2 separate regions of the Mus musculus genome follow, and region 2 is linked to region 1. Evidence: chromatin contacts called from public Hi-C data. All regions are on one chromosome and are shown on one strand. The core of a region is the stretch at or near the end of the contact, and the rest is flanking DNA. Distances in the headings are between cores, read along the strand shown.

Region 1 (2,700 bases), core at 23-2,522:
GGAGAGAAAGCAGCTCCTGCCAAGTATACCCTGTGGGTACAGCCAGCAGCCATGCTAATTAGATCAGCTGTGAGAGGAGAAGACCCAGAGACTCCTTCAGCAAAAACATACTTGGCTGCTGACCCTGGAGGTCCCAGTGCTAAGACAGACAGTAACAGAGCTATGTGGTCGTCCTGACAGGGTGAACTAAGAGCTGTTGCCATCCACTACTCTCCACTGTACTGCTGGGAATGATTTTCTTGCCAACCCATTGGTTAGGAAGAACAAGGTTGCGACCGAGATCCGACTTTAACACAGGTCTTTTCTTACCCAGTGTCCTCGTTTCCATGCTAGCAATCACCCTGCAAAGAAATTCTGTGTTATCTCCAACAGAAGCATCACTTTAAAAACTTCAAGCCACAGCACCATGCAGATGTTTCCCCTCTAAAGCCCCAAAAACCATGCAGAAACCATTCTCTGGCTACCTGAAAACTCAAAAACTTTAATCAGTGTACTGAAAGGAACATTAAGCAATTACGAATCTCAAAGCCCTTTAGAGCCAACAACAGCAATTATTTAGAAAAATTGCAGCTGTCAGTTATTGGAAATAACGAAGGCTAAAAACAGAACAGAGGCCGGACTGAGGCCTGCACTTTTAGTTCTCTGAGATGACTCATCTACCCAGAGAATATGCTTTCAAAATAAGAGCAAGTTCCACCAACCCAGCCCACCAACAATTAAAGCAAATCAAACTACTATGTCTTTCATTGCCAGTACTCACTTATAAAAGCCGACTTTACCATTATCCATCATAAGTGGTCCTCTATAGGGTGTGTGCCTATAGAAGTGTCTCCCTCTAGACACTCCAGCACCCAGTGGTCTACAGGAAGCCAAGGACAGCAGTTCCTTGAGAGTTGACCACACAGGCAGCCAGCCAGGTCCATGATAGCCAGATCATACTTACTTCATTGCGTTTTCAAGAATGTTCCTCACGTACATTGTGGATCTCCTTTTGCCCGTTCTCTAGGGGTGAGAACACGTCAGGATAATGGAAGGTGAGATTTTCCTGGATAGCTTTTTTTTATTAACAGCAAGAACAAATAGCAATCTATTAAAGGGTTTAAAAATAATATCATTTTCCATGTTAAGGAGAGCACATTTTTTTAAATTAAACTTTATTCTCAAAGAACTCTATGCAACAGTAGTACAGGGGTCCCTTGGACCCTTCATCCTCTCTCCATTAATGCTTCTATCTGATATAGCTGCACTACAATATCAAAATCAGGAAGTGGATATGCACAGTATGTGTCTAGTTCTATGCCACTCTGCCATGTGTGTAGATTTACGTACTACAGTGTACACTCATTGCTCTTCGACTATAAATGAGCCACATTTGCCTTCCTCCCCCTACTCCAATTTCCTCCTCTAAGAACAAACAGTATAGAGCAGTCCTCCCTGCCCACTGGGTTGTCAGTGAGGTGATGCGGGTGGTGACAGAGGACTGCGTGGCCACCATGGGCCAGCCTCCACTGCTAGCTGTGTGCTCACCTCTTCAGAGATCAGGTTATGCCATTCCCTCCTCACGACGCTGTTGTGATAGTGCAAGTGAGGTTTTGTATACTTAATGTACTCAAGGTTGGAGTTCAGCTTTGCCCAGTACCCCTTCAAGCCGTAGACCTGGAGACAAAAAAAAAAAAAAAAAAAAAAAAAAAGCATTAACTTGAACAGCAGGCACTGTCTGCCGTCCTGCAGCAGGGACCACATGCCTCACTCCATGCCTCTTGGGTGTTGGCATTTCCGAGCAACTCCATCTTTCACAGAACAGGGACACCCACGAGAAGTTGCAAATTGAGAGCCTAGCCTCTCCTCTTTTCTCTTCCCATTTACAATAGAGAGAACTACAATTCACTTCCCAAAACTAAGGACTTCCAAGTTGGTTGGCTCAGCAGGAAGCCATTTCCTCCCTGGAGAGCGATTCTCCTGGCCTGGGTGGTGTCACCACACTGTGTCCCGTCAGAAATGTACTTGTAACTCAGAACAACTGGAACAGGCTGGCTTCCCTTCTAGGCTTATTCACTTCCAAAACCCAGGAATCAAAATGATAACATAAACTCATTTCACAATAATTGTTAAATTCTCTCAAAAAACAGAATTAGTTGGCTTTTAAATCTTTGAATTATTAGTGACTGAAGAATATAACCACTTTTGAAATAATAAAACTCTATACTACTGTATATTTAATGTTGAAGGATATCATGATGATGTCTGTAGCTATGGGAGTCTGGTGAGTGCCATCATGGTGATGTCTGTAGATATGCGGGTCTGGTGAGTGCCATCATGGTGATGTCTGTAGATATGCGGGTCTGGTGAGTGCCATCATGGTGATGTCTGTAGCTATGGGAATCTGGTGAGTGCCATCATGGTGATGTCTGTAGATATGGGGGTCTGGTGAGTGCCATCATGGTGATGTCTGTAGATATGGGGGTCTGGTGAGTGCCATCATGGTGATGTCTGTAGATATGGGGGTCTGGTGAGTGCCATCATGATGATGTCTGTAGCTATGGGGGTCTGGTGAGTGCCATCATGGTGATGTCTGTAGATATGTGGGTCTGGTGAGTGCCATCATGGTGATGTCTATAGATATGGGAGTCTGGTGAGTGCCATCATGGTGATGTCTGTAGCTATGGGGGTCTGGTGAGTGCCATCATGGTGATGTCTGTA
Region 2 (2,700 bases), core at 33-2,532, 230 kb before region 1:
AACACGATCTGATATCTGCATAAGCCATTTCCTGTTATGGCTCAAACATTGCACTTAAGCATAAACACAAGAAGCACAGACCCCTGGCTGTTTCTGACTCTGCTCCATCGGTGGGCCTTGGAGTCACCGAATTGGCAATAAATCCTGCTTGTGTCAACCTGACGGAGTCCTGAAATAATCTTTATACAAAACAAGAGCAAAGAGGCTGAGGCTGTGTCTTAGCAGAGAAGCTGCCGATGCCTGAGGTCCCGGGTTCATCCTCAGCACAAGCTAGCATGCAGGTGTGTGCACACAGGTACACACACATGTGCACACACACACACACACACACACACACACACACACACACACACACACAGGTGGGTGGCATCTGTAACCCAGTTTATCAATTCATCAGTGTTTATCAGAAGGTTTTGCCAGTCAGTTCTTGGGGAAACTGCCTAGACTCAGCATAGCACAGTCTGTGCACAGCAACAGAAGGGCTCGGCGATGCAATCTGCTATTTCATCTTTAAACCTGGAAAGAAAGTAGGCTATTGGTGGTTGCTTATGCCTCTAGATCTTTTAATAAAGATCTGTTTCCTTTCTCTTTCAGAAATTAAGCTTATGAAATGAACTAAAGATTTTGAGGGGCTTTGTTGTTGTGATTGTTAGGAATGAATAAGAACCTACTGACAAATTCCCTAGCTGTATAAAGTGCTTTCAAGTGAAGTCAGATCACTTGGTTCGAATAGCATTTATCTGAACACTGATAGAAACAAGTGATGTCTTAGGAGTTTTCTAGCTCTGGAACTCTGTAGCATTTTTTAACCAAAGTATTAGAGACAACTGAAATTTTTATTTAATGGTTTAGTCGTAACTAAGACTAATAATTTTCTTACCAAAGTAAGCCCACAGTTTGTTAGATACAAAGAGGTGGGACCCACAATGTACCTTTATTTAGCCTTTATCAATGATCACTCTTCTATGTTATTAGTTTGTAAAAATGGCTCTTGGCTACATCCCATACTAAATTGTACTTACAAAATGATCTTTATATTTTCAGGGCATGACCATACTTTCCAGACACAGAAAACTGAGGGAAGTTTCTGTGTCTGACTGTGTCAACATCACTGACTTTGGAATTCGGGTAAGATGAATAGGGTTTTCTGCCGAAGGGTTAAGATTAAAAATTAAGCTCCAATTGAATAAACATTATAAGTCCCAATAGAAAAGGGCAACAGGAGCTGACTCACACACGGGACGGGGACTCACGCACAGTCAACTCCGGTCGTCATGGTTTGAAGCTAAAACGTTGCTCACTCAGCCCTTAAAAGGCTATGAAGCCTTTAGGAGGTGCAGCCTGGGTGGCAAAGTAGACAGCTTCACCAGCTCTGGAAGGCTAGAGCTAGCCCTGGGTCTGGCCTGTCTCTGCTCCATGTGAGAAAAGAGCTCTCTGCCATGCCGTGGCCACGAGGACTGCTGCCATACTTTCCCCACCACCATGGACTGATGTTTCTCTGAAACCATGGCCAGCACTGGCCAGCCTCCCTTGGCGGCTTTTGTTGGGTGTTTTTATTCACTGGAACACAAAGGTGGCTAGTGTGTTCCACTGGTTCTCAGCAAGGCCTCTGTAGCCTGAGGTGGCAAGGAAGCTTTGTGGCCTCATTTCTTCCCCATCTACTCTCTCCTGTCTCTGTGTAAAACTCATAGGGTACATAGATGCATTTACTTGGAGAGTGAGGAACGTCTATGTGGCTCAGAGTCCTTGCAAATTGTGAAAATATTCTATAAGAGAGAATATTAAAATATATAATCTAACCATGAAAACTGTGGGAGTTTAGACACTATACAGATATCTAGCAGTTTGGAGGTCGAGTTATGTAAACATAGTTTGTAATGTATGTCGATGGAATGGACAGCATGAAGTAAGTGATGGAGTAAGATGGATTGCTCTGTGCTGGAAGAGTTCATGCGAAGGGGAAGGGTCCCTAGGCGTGGCCCGAGAAACATGCAGCCCTTGCACACTCCACATAAGCCAAGGAAATGTTTTAGCATCTTAAGCATCTAAATGAGTGTGTGTGGGGAGGAGACAGACAAAGACAGGCAGAGAGCAAGAGAGCAAGAACATGCACATGCAAGAGAGAGAGAGAGAGAGAGAGAGAGACAGACAGACAGACAGACAGACAGAACACTACCCAAAAGTGTGTGTTGTGCATTGGACAAGGAAGAAATGAAAATTACGCATGAGAAACTGTTAACCCATTGGAAGCATCGCATAAAAATGTGTTGGGAGCTAAAAGATTCCCAAACTAGGAAAGCATTAGGCTAAGTAGGAAGAAAGGGAACCACTGAAGGGAAGAAAGGCGCGACACTTTCTTACAGGGAATAAAAAGCTAATTGCTCAAGCGATGGGTACCACAAGCGTTAGCTGAGAAGTCTGCGGAGTGTGGGAATGTTTCTGAGCAGGACAAACCGGATGACGCTTTCCATGATGACTCGAGCAGTGCTGGAGTACGGCACAGACTGAAGAGCTGCATCGGTCAGCCCATGCTGAGACCTTAGCATAGCATGTCTGGGGCTGACGGAAGCTCAGGGACAGCTGAAGCACTCTTCTGATTTTACAGCTGAGAGAACTAATGGCTGAGAGGTTACAACTGATAATAAAAGGGATCACAAATGCTTAGGTACATGGAACTTGCTATGAAAAGAAGCCAAAAGA

The links. A called contact is a pair of places that touch in the nucleus more often than the background predicts.
Region 2: a Hi-C map of uterus shows a contact between it and region 1, with 6 times the contacts expected there. The contact joins two enhancer-like sites. A contact is called at or near these places in 2 of 484 Hi-C or Micro-C datasets (adipose-derived mesenchymal stem cells and uterus), 3 of 115 datasets of contacts at active chromatin or transcription factors (astrocytes, fibro-adipogenic progenitors and large pre-B cells) and 1 of 9 other capture datasets (embryonic stem cells).

Annotation. Positions count from the first base shown.
Region 1 is chr5:21,268,858-21,271,557 of GRCm38.p6, reverse strand. Gsap (gamma-secretase activating protein) reads right to left here. Exons shown (of 31, transcript NM_175437.3): 20 at 1,528-1,656; 21 at 944-1,002; 22 at 310-341. Among named protein-coding and RNA genes, the nearest start is that of Gsap, 84 kb to the right of the region's middle. Within about 2 kb of position 1,272, at least 44 of the 459 cell types and tissues checked have an H3K27ac peak or open chromatin away from gene starts, as enhancers often do. A contact at or near this core is called in uterus, where this site is marked.
Region 2 is chr5:21,498,908-21,501,607 of GRCm38.p6, reverse strand. It overlaps Fbxl13 (F-box and leucine-rich repeat protein 13), which reads left to right. Exons shown (of 21, transcript NM_001199632.1): 18 at 1,045-1,128. Among named protein-coding and RNA genes, the nearest start is that of Lrrc17, 43 kb to the left of the region's middle. Within about 2 kb of position 1,282, at least 38 of the 459 cell types and tissues checked have an H3K27ac peak or open chromatin away from gene starts, as enhancers often do. A contact at or near this core is called in uterus, where this site is marked.